Regions from separate parts of the Pan troglodytes genome. Here region 2 is linked to region 1. A link is a contact called in public HiChIP or PLAC-seq data. All regions are on one chromosome and are shown on one strand. The core of a region is the stretch at or near the end of the contact, and the rest is flanking DNA. Distances in the headings are between cores, read along the strand shown. Region 1 holds the start of MMADHC (metabolism of cobalamin associated D). Region 2 holds the start of RND3 (Rho family GTPase 3).

What was found. HiChIP or PLAC-seq counts read pairs in DNA pulled down with a chosen protein or histone mark.
Region 2: an H3K4me3 HiChIP or PLAC-seq map of stem cell-derived excitatory neurons shows a contact between it and region 1, with 15 times the contacts expected there. The contact joins the promoter of RND3 here to the promoter of MMADHC in region 1. A contact is called at or near these places in 4 of 7 Hi-C or Micro-C datasets (blood, induced pluripotent stem cells and stem cell-derived neural progenitor cells), 1 of 1 datasets of contacts at active chromatin or transcription factors (stem cell-derived excitatory neurons) and 1 of 1 other capture datasets (stem cell-derived neural stem cells).

The regions. Positions count from the first base shown.
Region 1 is chr13:51,621,132-51,629,075 of NHGRI_mPanTro3-v2.0_pri, forward strand. MMADHC (metabolism of cobalamin associated D) reads right to left here and starts at 4,269. Exons shown (of 8, transcript XM_001135306.7): 1 at 4,132-4,269; 2 at 3,557-3,617. The coding sequence starts at 3,565. It overlaps LOC107973792, which reads left to right and starts at 3,772. Exons shown (of 4, transcript XM_063791029.1): 1 at 3,772-3,897; 2 at 3,952-4,318; 3 at 4,738-4,907; 4 at 5,534-7,944. The coding sequence starts at 3,772. The coding sequence ends at 4,880.
Region 2 is chr13:52,517,040-52,524,983 of NHGRI_mPanTro3-v2.0_pri, forward strand. RND3 (Rho family GTPase 3) reads right to left here and starts at 3,828. Exons shown (of 5, transcript XM_009443462.5): 1 at 3,359-3,828; 2 at 2,794-2,881. The coding sequence starts at 3,508.

The DNA.
Region 1 (7,944 bases), core at 3,019-5,518:
AGCCAGAGCAAACTGACAAAAACAAAGGCTGTTTTAAGAAATGTACCACTAAGGGCAGTATAAAAAATGGACTGGAGGAGGAGTAGAGAGGTGGTGTGAAAATCAGTTACCAGGATGTTGGAAAAATCCAGCCATCTGACACCTGAGAATTATTCTATTTCCCTTTCACAAAGTACAGTATTCTAATATCCAACCTATTTTTTCCTTCCTCCTTTGTCACTATGAGCGCATCTTAACTGGTCTTTTTGCCTTTCTGACATAATTTCCTACAAATTTACCCTCCCTTCCCTTATTCTACTTTTCAATCACATAAAAATATCTCCCCAACATTTCCCATTTCTCTTCATTCTTTATACTGCCATAAGAATTCTTCTGCTAAAAGATACTGTTTCCTTATTGTTCTAGAAAATTCTAGCAAATTCTTACTTTTTCTTTAAGACCTGGATAAATATAACCTCCTTTGTGATACGTGTCTCCAAAGCATTCTGTCAACCTGAAAATTTAGGCCGCCTCTCTTGGGGTCTGTACCCAACTTGCCCAAAGAAACAAAAATGGTAATTATTTGGCTTTTTACTTACTAAACAAACTCAGACTTTTGGGTGTTTATATAATACAAATTTACCTTTACAACTAAGGATATTTAAGAGAATGCCTCAGGATCTAAAGGAATCTAAAATTTCAAATTCCAAAAATATTTTCAGCAAGGGCTCAAAATAAGCAGCAGCAAAATAAAAGATTATCTGAAGGGGCCAATATTTGAGAGCATGTAATAGTAATAATCAATGTTGGACACTATGGGTCCAAGTTCTATAGTAAGTGCTGTACATATACATTGTTTTATTTAATTTCCATAACAATTCTATATACTGTTATTAGAACTAGTTTCAGCATGGTTAAACTACAATCTGCGATCATTCACATCGTTTCACAAGCAAAAAACAGAAGGAAGAGGAAGATCATCCAAATTATTTCAAAAATCGCCTATTATTTATTATTTTAGCCTATCAAGGCCATTAGATTATATTTTGACATTCTTTTCTTGGTGATAGAACTTTTAACAAAAGTTATATAATAAAATATGAGTTTTGTTCCTAGCCTAAGAAAATCCAATTACCAAATTTCATTTTAATAGCAAAATAAACCAGTATCTAAATTGCCCACTGAAAGGGACAGTTGATGATAGTACTAATCTGTTTCAAACCTTACCCGTTAACCTGTAAGATTCTCAAATCTTGGCCGGGTGCAGTGGCTCATGCCTGTAATCCCAGCACTTAGGGAGGTGAAGGCGGGTGGATTACCTGAGGTCTAGCCTGGCCAACATGATGAAACCCCATTTCTACTAAAAATACAAAAAAAGCCAATTAGCCGGGCATCGTGGCGAGTGCCTATAATCCCAGTTACTCAGGAGGCTGAGGCAGGAGAATTACTTGAACCCAGGTGCCAGGCTTTCAGTGAGCAGAGATCCCGCCATTGCACTCCGGCCTGGTAAACAAGAGTGAAACTCCGTCTCAAAAGAAAAAAAAAAAAAAGAAAAAAAAAAAAGAAAAACAAATCTGTAATTGTAATTGTGGAAGTGGAATGTTTTCTGACAACTTGACAGATTTTATGACTGGTTCAGCTGGTGAACATAATTAAAAATAATAGCCAAAAAGCAAGTCAAAATTACAGCAGAGAGTTCATTCTAGATTGAGGAAAAGCACTTATTTTATATATGATTAAATTCAAACTTCTAGACTTGGGAAGATGACATGCTATTATGTTTTAACTGTAAAATCCTTATTAGTATATAAAGAGAAAGTGCCTTTTGTGCACTGCCTTAGGACTAAGTTCTGCTTTTGATCATGTGAGGAAAAAATATGGTCTGTACAAAAACTAAAAACTGGTAGTTTATGTAGCGCATCCACATCTATCCAGACATTTTTGTGCATCCCACAGTGTTGCAAGATATTTGAATTAAATACAAACATTGAGAAATCGAAATATTTACACAAAAGGTCCAGAAATTTGGCTCTTCTTGAAAACTCAGAAGATCTGGCAGTATTGGATTCACATAACCAAATGGCATTAGTTAGCAACAAATCACTGTAGCTAAGGGAAGGCTGCTTCCCTTTGTTCAGAAAGGCTTTGTCATAGTCCCCACGAAGGCTTCTTAATTAATGTACCTGTCTAGACTCTGAAATATGAACATTTTTGCCCCTTGTTATGAAACACTATCTGCATATTTCATTAGTAACATCCATCCAGAATTTACAATCCATATAAACACAAAAATTGTTATCGTACATTTGGATACTGAAACTTAAATTATTTTAATATTAACTTCTTTCTAACAAAAGACTTAAAAAAGGATCTTCCCTACTGAACTATTATAATTTATTCATTTAAACCAAAATAAAACCAGGTCAAATAATAGCATTCTATTCTACTTCAATTAATTTCTCTCCTTTGAAAGTACCACATACTTCTTTTACAGCATTCTCTTTCTGTGCAGGTTATGGGTAGGCAAAAATTCACCACAGAACTTGGCCAAGACTAGTAATCTATTCTTATGACTTGTCTCTATAGTCACACTTTAGACTTAATATACCTTGTTCAATTACAGAAATAGCATCCTGGCTAAATGCTGCCATATAAATCTTCCTAGCACACAGCTCTAAGTGAATAATCACAATTTAAAGAATAAAGTCTAAATTACTGAGTTCGGCATTCAAGGCTCTCATTTACTTGGTACCAACCTCACAATTCAACCTTATCTCCCACTTATCTCTTTCATACATCTTACATTCAGGTTGGCAGGCAGCAGTCACTTTTACGTTTTTCAAAGGGGTAGGCGGGGTGGGGAGTTCTTTGAATATACCTTCCTGTCCTTCCTGCTCATATTTTAGACTATACAAATCCCACCTATCTTTCAAACCTCAAGTTAAATGTTTCCCTCATGAAGTGATCCCAAACTCCTCTCCACAAAGACTTGAATCTGCATTGCACCTTCGTGTAGGTTCTAAAAAAAAATTATTACTTTATACTTTAATTGTAGCTGTTTTTATATATGTCTTATGACCGCTACATATGAATTCTATAGATAGGATGTGTCTAATCACTGGAAAGTTACAGTCAATAAATATCTCTGGTGTGTGAGAGTATCTCCTATTCTTATTTTGTAGGATTTAGAAGGTCACTTCCAATATGGAAACTGTTTAAAAAAAAAAGAAAAAAAGATTAAAAAAACTCTTCAGTTTAGCTAACCCAAAAGCTAAAAAAGGGCCTAAACATAGATTCTAATATTTACTGAAACGCTGTATTTAAAAAATACCGAAAGGGTGCTTGAATTTCCACATCTGTACAAATGAAATTGTATAAATAAGTGTATTTGCAGTGCAAAGAATGCTACCATCTTCAAAGCATAACATAATTTCACACCACTTGCTTCCCTTGACATTTTTGATACATTATATCTAACACTATGCCACCCAATGCCATCATAATTAAACCCGTTCTTTCATTCCTAACATTCCCAAACGAGTTTACTATGCTGATTCTTAGGAGATAATTTACTCACATTGGCCATCTCCACTGGAGAAGATAGTTCGCAAAATAGCTTTCCTTTGGTAAAGTTATTTCTGGGAAAGAACACAACAAAACAGACGAGTGATCGATTAAACTCTAACAACAGACAACTGAGGTAACGTCCACTCTTCGAAGGTGTGTCGTCCACCACGTCAGGACCAAAGTCCAAGCGCTCCCCGTACCCTAAGGAGGCCAGAACTCGCCCCCATGCCGGGCACAGATCCCCCAGCCCGGAGCCGGCAGTGCAGCTCAGAGCCCTTCCGGTTTACAGCCGCGGAAAAACAACTCGGACCAGATCGGGGAGGGGAATGGGGGCTGGGCGGCCAAAATTCAGTCCAGAGGATCGGAGCGGCTGCTTTAACAGCGGTTGGGGCTGCGTAACAACAGCTCCAGGCAAAGCTTCAGGCTGATCTGAAGGATGAGGAAGCAGAAAAGAGACTAAAGACAGACGGACAGGATGGCTGGGGACAACGACAGGGACCCAGTGAAAATACGGGCAATACCGAGGGCTGTAACCCTAACACGGGCAAATTTGGAGGGGCTAACACGGGCAGAAACCATCCGTACCAGTCACCACCACTGTCTCCAGCTGTCCCAGAACCGGACTCTTCCTGCCACCAAAATGGCGGCGGCGACGGCAGCGGTGGTAGCACCTACGCTGGCGGTGACCAGGCGAAGGAAGTTGCTTCCGAGCGCGTCGAAACGATGATGCGCACGCGCAAAGTAGGCCTACGCGGAGCCGACCTGCCATTGGGTAAACGCAAGGGAGGAGAAAAGGTGGGGCAGGGGTGATTTGGGTGGATGGAGAGGAGGGCTTCCGACCTGCGTTAGGCGGGTCAGTTAATCTTCAGTAACTCCTTGATGCGTTTGATAGTCCTCCCAACTTAAGCCTTCCTTACTGCCTCCAGGAGATACAGTCTTCTGTTCTTTTTGTCATAGTTATTTTTCATGAATCGCTGTTTTTGAGCATAGGGCACTTACCTCTTTCTGTGTCCCCAGCCCTACCACAGTGCCAGGCTCTCAATATGCTCGATAAATATTAGGCGATAGATTTGTAAATCGTGTATCATTTTCATGTATCTAATACTTTTTAAAAAATTGATTAAAGCCCATAAGCCCATATTTTATTCCAGATGTCCTTAGTTTTCGACCTGGTATTCTTTTCCATTCCAGGATCCTGTCCGGAGTACATCACCATGTCTTCCAGGCTCCTCTGGACCGTGACCGTTTCTCATACTTTCCTTGTTTTTGATAACCTTAATGGTCAAATGTCCTTCAATTGGGTTTTGCCTGTATTTTTCTCATGCATTAACTGAGGTTATGGGTTTTTCTTGAGTTAAGAGGTAAGGTAAAGTGATCTTCTCATCACATCACATCAGGGGTATATACTATCCACATGACTTATTACTGTTGATGCTAACCTTTATCACCATTATTACAGTGTCATACAGAAAAGTTTTATAGTTCTACAAAGATCCCCTTGTTTCATCTAGTAAGCCCTTCCACCTCCCCATGTAGGGTTTGTCAGATTTCTCCACTGTGAGGTTACTGTTTTTCTTTTCCTCTCCATACTATACTCTTTGGAAGGACATCACTCTGTGCAGCCCAAACTGTAGGAATGGGAAATTGTTATACTCCACCTTTATGAGGACAGAATATCTTCATGAATTATTTGGAATTCTTCTGCATGGAAGATTTGTCTGTACTGCATTTATTTATGTATTCAATCATTTATGTCAGTATGGACTCATGGATATTTATTTTACATTTTGGGTTATAATCCAATACTACTTTATTTTGTTGTTCATATTGGTTCCAGCTTTGGCTATTGAGATTTCCTTTAGTTGGCATTTGTGTCTTTTTGACAAACCCTCCTCATTTTATGTTTATTGATTTTTTTCTTGAGCATTTTCTTAATTTCTATAAGTTGCTCCAGGCTCATCTTGTATATTCCCTGCCCCAATCCTAGAATCAGCTGCTTCCCCAAGGAGCCAAGGGTACTTTTAATGGAAAATGATATTAGAAATCAAGATTTGGACATTTGGGATGTTGTTGCTTCTAGACACTCTCAGCTGACAGAGCAAGGAAATATTTGTGCATATGCTGACCTGACTAAATACGCATATCTGTAAGTATTTATGTATGTATCCATCTGTATCTTTGACAGCTACACAGGCGTTCTAGGTTCAAATACGAGAGCTGTTATCTTCAGTTCAATTCCAGCACCATATGGATCATTGCAGCCTTCTCCCCTTGCTTGTCTGTAGCCTTCCACTCCAGTGTGAGACACCTGGCTCTCATCATCTGCCATCCATTTACCTAATTGTTCAATTCCAGGTTACATGTATAATGGATTCAGAACCGTCAACCTGTATTCAGAGTACATGTATAGTTGTTTCTGAACTGTTACCAGGTATACCTGTGAGAAACAGATTTACCGATTAGAGTACAATGCTTATGTATAGTTCTTTTGCTTTTAATCTTATAGACTCCACTTATTTTCAAAGTTACTGAAGTCAGCAGCCCTCCCTCCTACCTCTACCCAGCCTCAGTGAAGTTATTTTATATGCTCGTAATACAGTTGTAATCTTTTGCCACAATCTGCATTACTCCTGGGATTCTTTGAGTTCCTAAGATTTTTTAAAAAATCTTCCTCCGTTTAAGTTCTCTTTGTGCAATCCTCATATTGCACATTTATTTTTTTCTTTTCCTGTACATAATAGCAGACAGCTGGTCAGTAGTGGGATAGAAGTAAAAATTTTTTTCACTTCAAATTTTCTTTCTATGGGGTTTGACAAATCCATACATAGTGTCATGGATCCACCATTATTACAGTGTCATACAGAAAAGTTGTAGTTCTAAAAAGATCCCCTTTGTTTCATCTAGTAGTAAACCCTCCCACCTTCCTATACCTCTAGCAACCACTGATGTGTTTACCATCTCTATAATTTTGACTTTTCCAGAATGACATAGAAATGGAATAATACAGCATGTAGCATTTTCAGACTCATTTTCTTCACATAGTAATAGCTGCATTTAAGATTCATCCATGTTTTTGTGTGGCATAACAGTTCATTCCTGTCTTTTTATGGATTCTTTTTTAAGACAGGGTCTGATAGCTCTGTTGCCCAGGCTGCAGTCCAGTGGCACGATCATAGCTCACTGTAACCTCAAATTCCTGGGCTCAAGCAATCCTCCTGCCTCAGCTTCCCACGTAGCTGGGACTACAGGTGCACACCATCATGCTTCACTAATTGTAAAAACTTTTTTGTAGAGAAGGGGGCCTCAAACTTCTGGCCTCAAGGGATCCTCCCACGTCAGCTCACAAAGCATTAGTATTACAGGTATGAGCCTCCATGCCTGGTCTTTATTTCTGTCTTTTTGATCCCTGAATAGTATTCTAATGTATAGATGTACCACCATTTATACTTATTAAAGAACATTGTGATTCTTCCAGTTTTTGACAATTGTGAATAAAGCTGGTATTAAGTATTTAAGTGCAGGTTTTTCTGTGAACATGTTTCAAGTCAGTTGAGTAAATATCTAGAAGCACAATTGCTGGCAATTGTATTTTTATAAGACATGTGAAAATAGTTCTGCTAGGTTATTTGAGCATCTTCCCCACAATCATATTTATAGTTAATTTAAGAAATGCTCTTCTATGTTGATAACATAGAGCAAACTTCATTCCACTCCTGTCCGATTACTACAAATTGGTAATGTCCAAATTAGTAGGCTTTACGAATCACAGGCTGACACTCCTGCAGCTGTTCAAATCAATGAATACTCAATCACAGATAAAGGAGAATATCTTGGAATGTCTTTGTTAAGGATATCCAGGGAAGGAATTCTAGGACTTTCCTTGGAAACCATCTGATATCTCAAAAAACCTTAATCTTAGGAAATTATCCCTGCCCCAGAATTCTCATGTTGTACATTTATTTCCTCTTTTCCTATACATAGTAGGAGACAGCTGGTCAGTAGTGGGATGGAAGTCAAAAATTTTGACTTCAAATTGTCTTTTTCTTTAATTGATGCTTTTTTATGCTGGGAATTTGTTGCTCCAAAAGTGGGCCAATTACTAAAGTCATCAGACTGTCTTTCAATTTCTGAGATGTGAAATTGAAAGAGAGCTGCATATTTTCTTACAGAAAATGCTAGATATAAGGCACAACCAAGGAAGGGGTGGGAGCTCTCTTTCTCTGTTGTGACTTCGTGATTCCTAGTGAAAGTCTGTGGGTGTCAAGTTGTTTAGTGATGAAGAGAGCAGAAAAGTGCCAAAGAAGCTGGTGATTTGAGACCTTTACTTTGCAAACATTAGTGATAGGAAACTAGACTTGAGGAGAGAATTCTAGATTATCCTTCCAAACTAAGTATGTC
Region 2 (7,944 bases), core at 2,578-5,077, 900 kb after region 1:
ACTAAGATTTCATTACCGGATAATTTTGCAGTACAAAATTTTCTTCATCACATTTTCAAACCTTTATATTTTAGTTAAACATACATAAGTTTTGGTTTCATTAAATAAAAAGACAAGTGATTATTTCACTACAAATTCATTTCAGATGATTATCTTTAATTCGATGAAAGGCAATGTTTATAAAGTTGCCATTCTTTGTGCACAGGTAATTCAGTGTGAATAAATGTCAGGGAACCTCATCTCCTTGGCAACTATGCATATCATTACTCATTTACTCATTCATCAGATTTTATTGGATAACTGCTGTATGCAAGGCATTGTGCTATGTGTGCAGAGTCTACGAACTGCAGAGTTTTGATTAAATGCATGAAGATACCTGAAGTGGTATTTATCTGCACATACGAAGGACAGCCTCCAACTACAAACTGCCCACATTTTGTTTTATGTTCTAGCCTTTATCAAACAATGTGCCTTTTCTCCCCTAAAAGAATCAATTTAGCCCTTTAGGCATCGATTCCGAAATATCCGTTGGTGGTCCTGTCACTCTTGAAGCTTGAGATAGGAAATGTATAGCCCAGCATTCCTATAAGCCCACCCATTCCCCCTCCCTGTCCAGATGGGTTTCATTCCTAAATCCACCAGGAAGCCTGGCTCTGCCCAGAACCTGGCTTGCTTTGTAGGCTGTGAAAACCCCAGCACGGGATGCCAGATCCCCTAAGACTAAGAGCTGAAGCCAACCAACATCCTGGGAAACAAAAAGACCTGCCTGTCCAGCGTAATAAAGCCAAGAAGTGTACAGCTGGGAGAGATCCTGCACATCATCTAGCTCAGTGTCCTCTTTTTACAGATGATGAAAATGAGACCCAGGGAGATAGGGGATTTGCACACAGAAATCCATGGTAACCAGGAGCTAAGATCTAAACACAGCTTTGTATCAACGACTGGTTCAGACACACTGCTCCACCCCGTGCCAAAATAATTTTTATCGTGCATTAGGTCCAAAGAGGGCTGCCGGTTGGGGCAGGGAGTACTGGTGCTTATTATCGGTACCACACCAGCTGTGCCATCCAGTAGGCATAACAAATACATACCATGATATGTCTGGGAATCAGAGCCCATTAAGTACCAGGCTGTAAAATAATTCTGATAGGAACTACTGAAATAAGGAACCACTTGAATTCTGTCTACCAACACCTTCTCCAGAGTTTCGAGTCTGTGTACCATCCTCAACAGAAAACACGGCGGCAAAGTCCTGATTCTGCTGCCCTTGGAACGGCTGAGAAAGAGCCTGACTCCAGGGGGAAACAAAATCAGCCCTTCTCACTGCAGCAGTCGGAGCATCTGGCACCGACCATGAGAGGCGCTCGCTCGTGCGAGACTTCTCGCTTGCCTTTGTGCTGGGACTGCCTCTGGCGACCCTGTCAGTCTGGTTCCTTCCTCTTGCTCTCTGAACCCCCGCGTCCCTTGGGGGCTCCAGCGGTTCAAGCCCAGGGCTGTGGGAAGCTCAGAAACACCTCCACGAGGCCACTCCCCGCTGGGCGCGGCTCCACCTCGGGGCCTCCCTGCCTAACAGCAAACCTGCTTGTTGGCACTTGCGCGTTCCTCCTCGCCAGTTTCACCCGGATTTGGCTCGGTCCGCCAGCAACCCAGCTCCCTGCTAAATTCCCAGCCCTAAGCGCAGGGGCCTTTACCCAGCCTTCCCAGTGGGTCCTGCTTTTCCATAGCCGACACCCTTCTTGGAAACAAACTCGCTAGACACCGCCGGTTAGGGCGGCGGGTGCCTATGTCCCAGCCCAAGACCTCAGATGCTGCCCCCCTGCCACTCCCCGGCCTTTGACCTGGCCTAAACCCCTAACTCAGCCGGGGGGCCGGATGCCTTCCCACCGGGAGGGTACCTAGCCCTCCCTACCACCGCGCGCCAGGTAGGTGGGTGGGCGCATGGGAAAGCAATAACCCGGCCTTGAACCTCAGACCCATGAATATAACCCACCGCGGCGCCAATAATTCAAGTAGACTGGAAGGTCAAAGGCGAATAGTGTTGCCCGCGGCCTTGGAGGCAAGCCGAGTGGGGGATGCAATAGAGGTCAGGAGGGGCTGGTGTGGTGAAGGGGAAACGGACGTGATCACTGGGATGGAGTGGGGGGAAAAGGGAAAGGCTCGGTACAGGTGGGCACCGAGGCACCGCGGGCGGCCGGCAGCGCGAAGAGGAGGTTCAGCTGCTGCCCGGCCCCTGCGCCACCAGCGCATTCCTGGGTGTAGGCGTCACGGGCGCCGCGGCTGCCTGCGCTCAGTTTCTTTCCCCTAACAGCGGCAATTGCACGTAACCGCGTCGCCTCTGGGATTTTCTCCCGCCTCCCATCACCCCCGCGGCGCTCCCCGCCTCCCCGCCAACCAGCAGGTTAGATATAGGAGGGGCGCCCGCCTTGAGCCGGGTGGTTCCGCCGAGGCGCACGCAGCGCCCATGCAACACCCCACAGTATCGGGCCACCTCGGCCGACCCAAGGCGACTTGACCACGACTCCGCGGGCGGACTGCGCCTGGCCACTAGTGGCTCCAACGGCGGGGTCACCCTGCGGGCACACAGCGCTCTCCTCTCCCCACTGCTATCTCCTCGTCCACGCTGTCGTCTGCCGCCCCCACCCAGAAAGGATACAATTTTCGCCCAACAGGGACCGTGGGAATCCCTTGGGAGGGGCGCAGACGGCTTGTAGCGCGCGGTTTCCCGAGACCCGCCGCGCATCCCCCAGCGACTGGAAACCCGCCCCAAGCGCCACGCGGTCCTCCCACTCTTACCCGAAGTGTCCCACAGGCTCAACTCTATTCTTTGTGTGTCGATTTCAAAACTGGCCGTGTAATTCTCAAACACTGTAGGAACGTAATTCTGGATAGACAAAATGGGCAAAAGAGGAAGGAAAGAGGGCAAAGAGGTTACGTTTAAACGCACGACACCCATTGAACACCCTTCCCCTCCCCGCTCCCCAGTTAAGAAAGAAAACCTTCACACATCAGACCACACACTAAGCACATGGACCCTTTCCGAAACCCCTGTCCTACTCCCCACTCACCCCACCCGGCTCTCACAGATCTGCTGACCCGAATCTCCCAACCCCAGGTTATGCACACAGGAACGAACAAGTTTCAGGAGCTAACCAGCCCATGTGCAGGCGCGTCCCAACCCTAAAAGCTTCCAGCGCACTTTCCCTTTCCCCGCAGTCTAATCAGGGGAAAGTAGTGAGGGCCGAGAAAGACTTTTTTTTTTCTTTTTTAAGGGAAAACGGATGAAAGCGGGGAGGCCCACCTCGGGACTGGGATCCCACTGGCCGACCCCCTCGTGGAAGCCGCGGCCGGCCACACTCACCTCGGGGAAGCAGTCCTTGGCGAAGACATGGAGCAGCGCAGTTTTTCCACACTGACTGTCTCCCACCACAACTATCTTGCATTTCACGTTCTGATTAGGATCCATGATAGATTTGCTGGATAATTTCTGGCTGGCTCTTCTCTCCTTCATTGATGTTGCCTTATTTTCTCTTGGAACAGGAATTTTCTCTTAAGAAGAAAATATATATATATATATTTCTCTCTTTACAAAAAGCAGATAGAAAAATAAATCACAAGGCTGATGGGCAACCCCTGAAACGCGGCGCAGACGAGGAGGAGAGCGAGAGGAGCAGGCTGGTTACTCCCCTCCAACAAGTTTTAAGCCTGACTCCTCACCGCGCCTCCCAAGTCCAATTCCGAGCCGACTGCTTTGTTTCACGCTCTCTGCGCGGCTTTATACGCCCGGCCTTCCAATCCTCTTCTTTCTCAATGAGAGGAGGAAACTGATCTGCCTCCTCCCCTTTTATGGAGCCTGGGAGCGAGCGCTGTTGGCGTTGCATGCCGAAAATGTAAGCAGTGCGCCCTCTAGGGTGCCCATTCGGGATCTATTTTAGACCAAGGCTCTTAGACAACATGAAGATCCCAAAGATGCTTTGCTGACAAGTCCACAGGGCAAGGTGGGAAACTGGTATCTGTGCATACTGATTTGAACTACAATCCCTTTAAATATAGTTTAATAGGGGCTTATCTGTAGAAGCCTCATGAGCATTTATGAAAACAAAAACATTTCCCACCCAAGTTAAAGGACAGTGATAAAACATAGGAAGCAAATCTTGGGTGGAGAATAGTTGAGTGGTTCTATTTTTTTTTTAATGGTTTGTATCAGGTACATAGGCCATGGACCAATAGATCAGCCTCTTTATTCCAGATGCAAGAACAGGCTTGCCTGGGTCACGGTAGTAGACTGGCTTCTGAAACCTGTCAGTTTCAGTCGTACAAGTGGAGGCAGAAAGGTTTCGAGGGGTGGGTACAGGAGGTGGGAGGGAAGAAGAAAGAGAAGTGGAAGATGCCCATGACTGAGTGACAAAGGCCATTGGAAACTCAACCCTACTGCGCTAGGGACCCAAACACTTGTCAGCTTAGTTGCACCTCCCCACATTTGCAGTGAGGGGACTGGTGGGGGGGCAGATTTTGATACTGTCTATTAATTCTTTATCTATAGCCTCCATCTTCCTGGAATCAAAGCACCCTAGACTGGACTCAGAAGGCACAAACATCTTTAGCTGAAAAATGCAGATACAACCCTCCACCCTCTCTTCTGTCCTCCTCCACATCCACCTCCCGAGCCCTCCAACTCTTCCCCGCAAGCAAAAATCTTAGAAAGGACCAGAATAGCCCACACATTTGTTCTTTTTCTATGAGAAGTCTTTCTTTTTCTCATCTTCAGCTCCTGCACCCTAAATGCTCAGGAGGTTTCAATTGTTACAATGTAGTAGCACATTGGCCAAAACCAGCTTATATGGTCCCCTGTGGAGACTCCTAGGCTTGTAAATGAGAAGATAAGGTGAAAACAAACAAATCAGAAAGTTTAACATGGGAAGTGAAAAGGCACAATGAAGAGTTGTCAAAAGCACTGATGTAAGTAGTGGACTGGTAGGGCCCCTGAAGCCTAGGGGATCCAGGAATGATGTCCTATTTGGGGCTGAGAAAATTGGAGCCCCCTCAAAGATCATTGACTCAGACTCCATCGGTGGGTCTGTGTTTACACAAGTGGAGGGTTGACCCACAGACAAGCGGGTTGCTGGCCCTGCTAGGGTTCCTAGAGCAGCCTTTGCCAATGTTTGTTCTTCTGAGCTTTAGTTCCCTTCTGACACAAAGGGTGCCATGGCCCAATTAGTGAGGGCGACACTGTACCCACATCACTCATTGAAGATTCGCCAAGCACACTAATGTTACAAACATTTAAAAATCCCAGAGAAAAGCAGACTATTTAACATAGTTTAACCTAGCATTTCCCAAAACTACTTAACACAGGAAACATTAATCAAATTATTCACGTTTGTTTACTTGTTTAAAAAGCAATGGGCATAGTAGTTGGGGCAGGAGATCACAAAGAGGTGTATTTAGGTCCCCAACTTCACATTTTCTGTATGACTTTGGATGGATTATTTAGCCTCTCTGAGCCTCAATTTCATCATCTGTAAAATAGGAGTCATAATGGTAATTATGAGGAAATGCAAGTGAAGTTTGCAGAATGGTTTCTGGCACAATAAAGAGTCCTTGACCTGTGTTATAGTTTGCATGTAAAATCTTATTTGCACTTTTCAGAACTGTTGAATGTGTCTTGAGAAATTCTGGCTTCATTGGTGGACTCACTAATTGGAGCTGTGTCCATCCTATCTTTTGTCTTATTTTTAACTTAATGAAATTACCCCTTTCCAGAGATATGATTTGACCTCCCATATTTCAGAATTGATGTAGCTTATATGGTTAAATCACTTTAACAGAAATAATTAAGAATGTTTATGAATTGGCTGATCAATGAATAGGGTAACCATATAATTTATCATCTAAGCTGGGATTTGAGAGCAAAAGGGGCACTACCAATGATTGTGGCTGGACAACAGGGGTAAACAGGGTCTATCCCAGGCAAAACAAGATGCATAATCACTTCACCATAGAATCATCTGGAATCATAGTGGATGACTATTTTTGGAAATCAGGTGACCTGAATTTCCAGGAATCTGCCAGTTGCTGAGCAAAATTTAATGGATGTATAATAGAGTAGAAAAACCAACTGCCTGAAGTCACCCGGATTTGAATCCCTCTAGGGTAAAAATTCTTCCTTTTCCTTTTTAAAATCTCTAGTGTTCAGTGTGAAGTGGATACTTAATATATTTTAAAATTCATCTAACATTTAGTTTAACAATTACTTACTCAGCATCTGCTGTAAACCAGGCACTGTTCTAGGATCTGCAGATAGAGCAGTAAACAAGACAGATCTGTTTGCTACTCTCAAAAAGCATACATTCCAGGCAGGAGATAGACAGTAAATAAAGAAGTAAGATCACCCCATGTTTTTCTTCATAGAAAACATGGCACGGCATTATTAAAGCATAGTAAGGTAGGGATCAGACCCATGGTCCAGCAGAAGGATGCTCACAGACAGTGGAAAGGTTACAGGCTGGAGGGAAAGGGCTTGGTAGGTTTGAGGAACAGAAGAAAGGCCAGAATGACTGGGGCCTGCTGAAGGAGGGAGAGTGTAGGTCGGGGAGCAAAAGGAAGCAGGCAGGGGCTGAATAATTGGCTGTAGAATTTGGATTTCATTCTCAGGGTAATGTGAAGTCAGTCATGGCAGGACTTGGAACAGGGTAGCAGCATGATTACATGAATGAATGAATGAATGAATGAATGACTCCAGTTCTTGGTCTGCACTGTCACTCACTAGCTGTGAAACCTTGATGAAACTGCTCATCTTCAATGAGAATATGGGATCCAAGTATACCTAAATTCCTGGAAAAGACTAAAATTTTAGACTGCAATAAAAGGTTTTCCCCTAAGAAACACAATCATTTAGAAAATGTGACGCCTTACCTGGGAGGATCGTATATTACCTAGCGTTCTTCCTTTTGTGATTCTTGCTTGTCTTCCTATTACTCTCTCCTTTTTCTCATTTATCCTTAAGACCAAGAGAACAGAAAACCAATAGTAAATATTTCTCTATGATTTAGTTAATAGAACACATTCAGGTGCCCTAAAAGGTTTGAGTTCAAAAATTATTTTCTTTGTGACTAACCCTTTACTTACCAGAGGAAATCTCCCCTCCCATAGAAACTACATACCCTTTGACACAAAAAGGGCTGATTCCAGGCCTGGAGAGAGAACCAATTGAGAAAGAGTACCCATCTAGTTCCCATCTAGGGATAGCACAAGACTGATAAACAATTGTTTCTGAGATTTGAGTGACTACAAATCAGGGATTTGGGTTTTAGTCCAGGCTAAACCAATGAACTATCTGTCCTTGGGCGAACACTGACTAAATTCTTTTCCGCAGTTTCATCCTTATGTGAGGATGATAACATCTGCCTCCTTTAAGCTGCACAATAGCACTGCTTAAAAAATCACGTGCCCTGCACTTTCCAAAATTATTCTTTAGAAACACACTAAAGGCATCCCCCTTTTCATGTTCAGTGTATTTATGGAGATCTTGGCCCACAGTGGAATATTGTAAGGCATAATCCCAATAGTTTATTCACAGTCACCTGCCTCTCTTCAGACTCCAGCAGAAGTGTTTGAAGGAGCAAGTGCATAATAAGGAGGAAGCACAGGTTTCTTATAGGCATCATCAATGGAGCAGAGAGATGGCTGACATCAAAGCAAGAAAACGTGCAGGATGCCTTCATAGATGTTATGTCACAAAATATGGATATGAGTCATGGGCATTCTCTTTGAGAATTTAGTAAGATGACAGATATTAAATAGTTTCAAATATAGGCATTTCAATACAAAATTAAAGACAAGCGTGTAAACTTGTAAACTGCTCTGTACTGAAAGGTGGCAATTTCACAGTTGTCTCTTTTTGGGGTGGTCAGAAGAGGGTGATCACTCAGTCTTATAAAACATCAA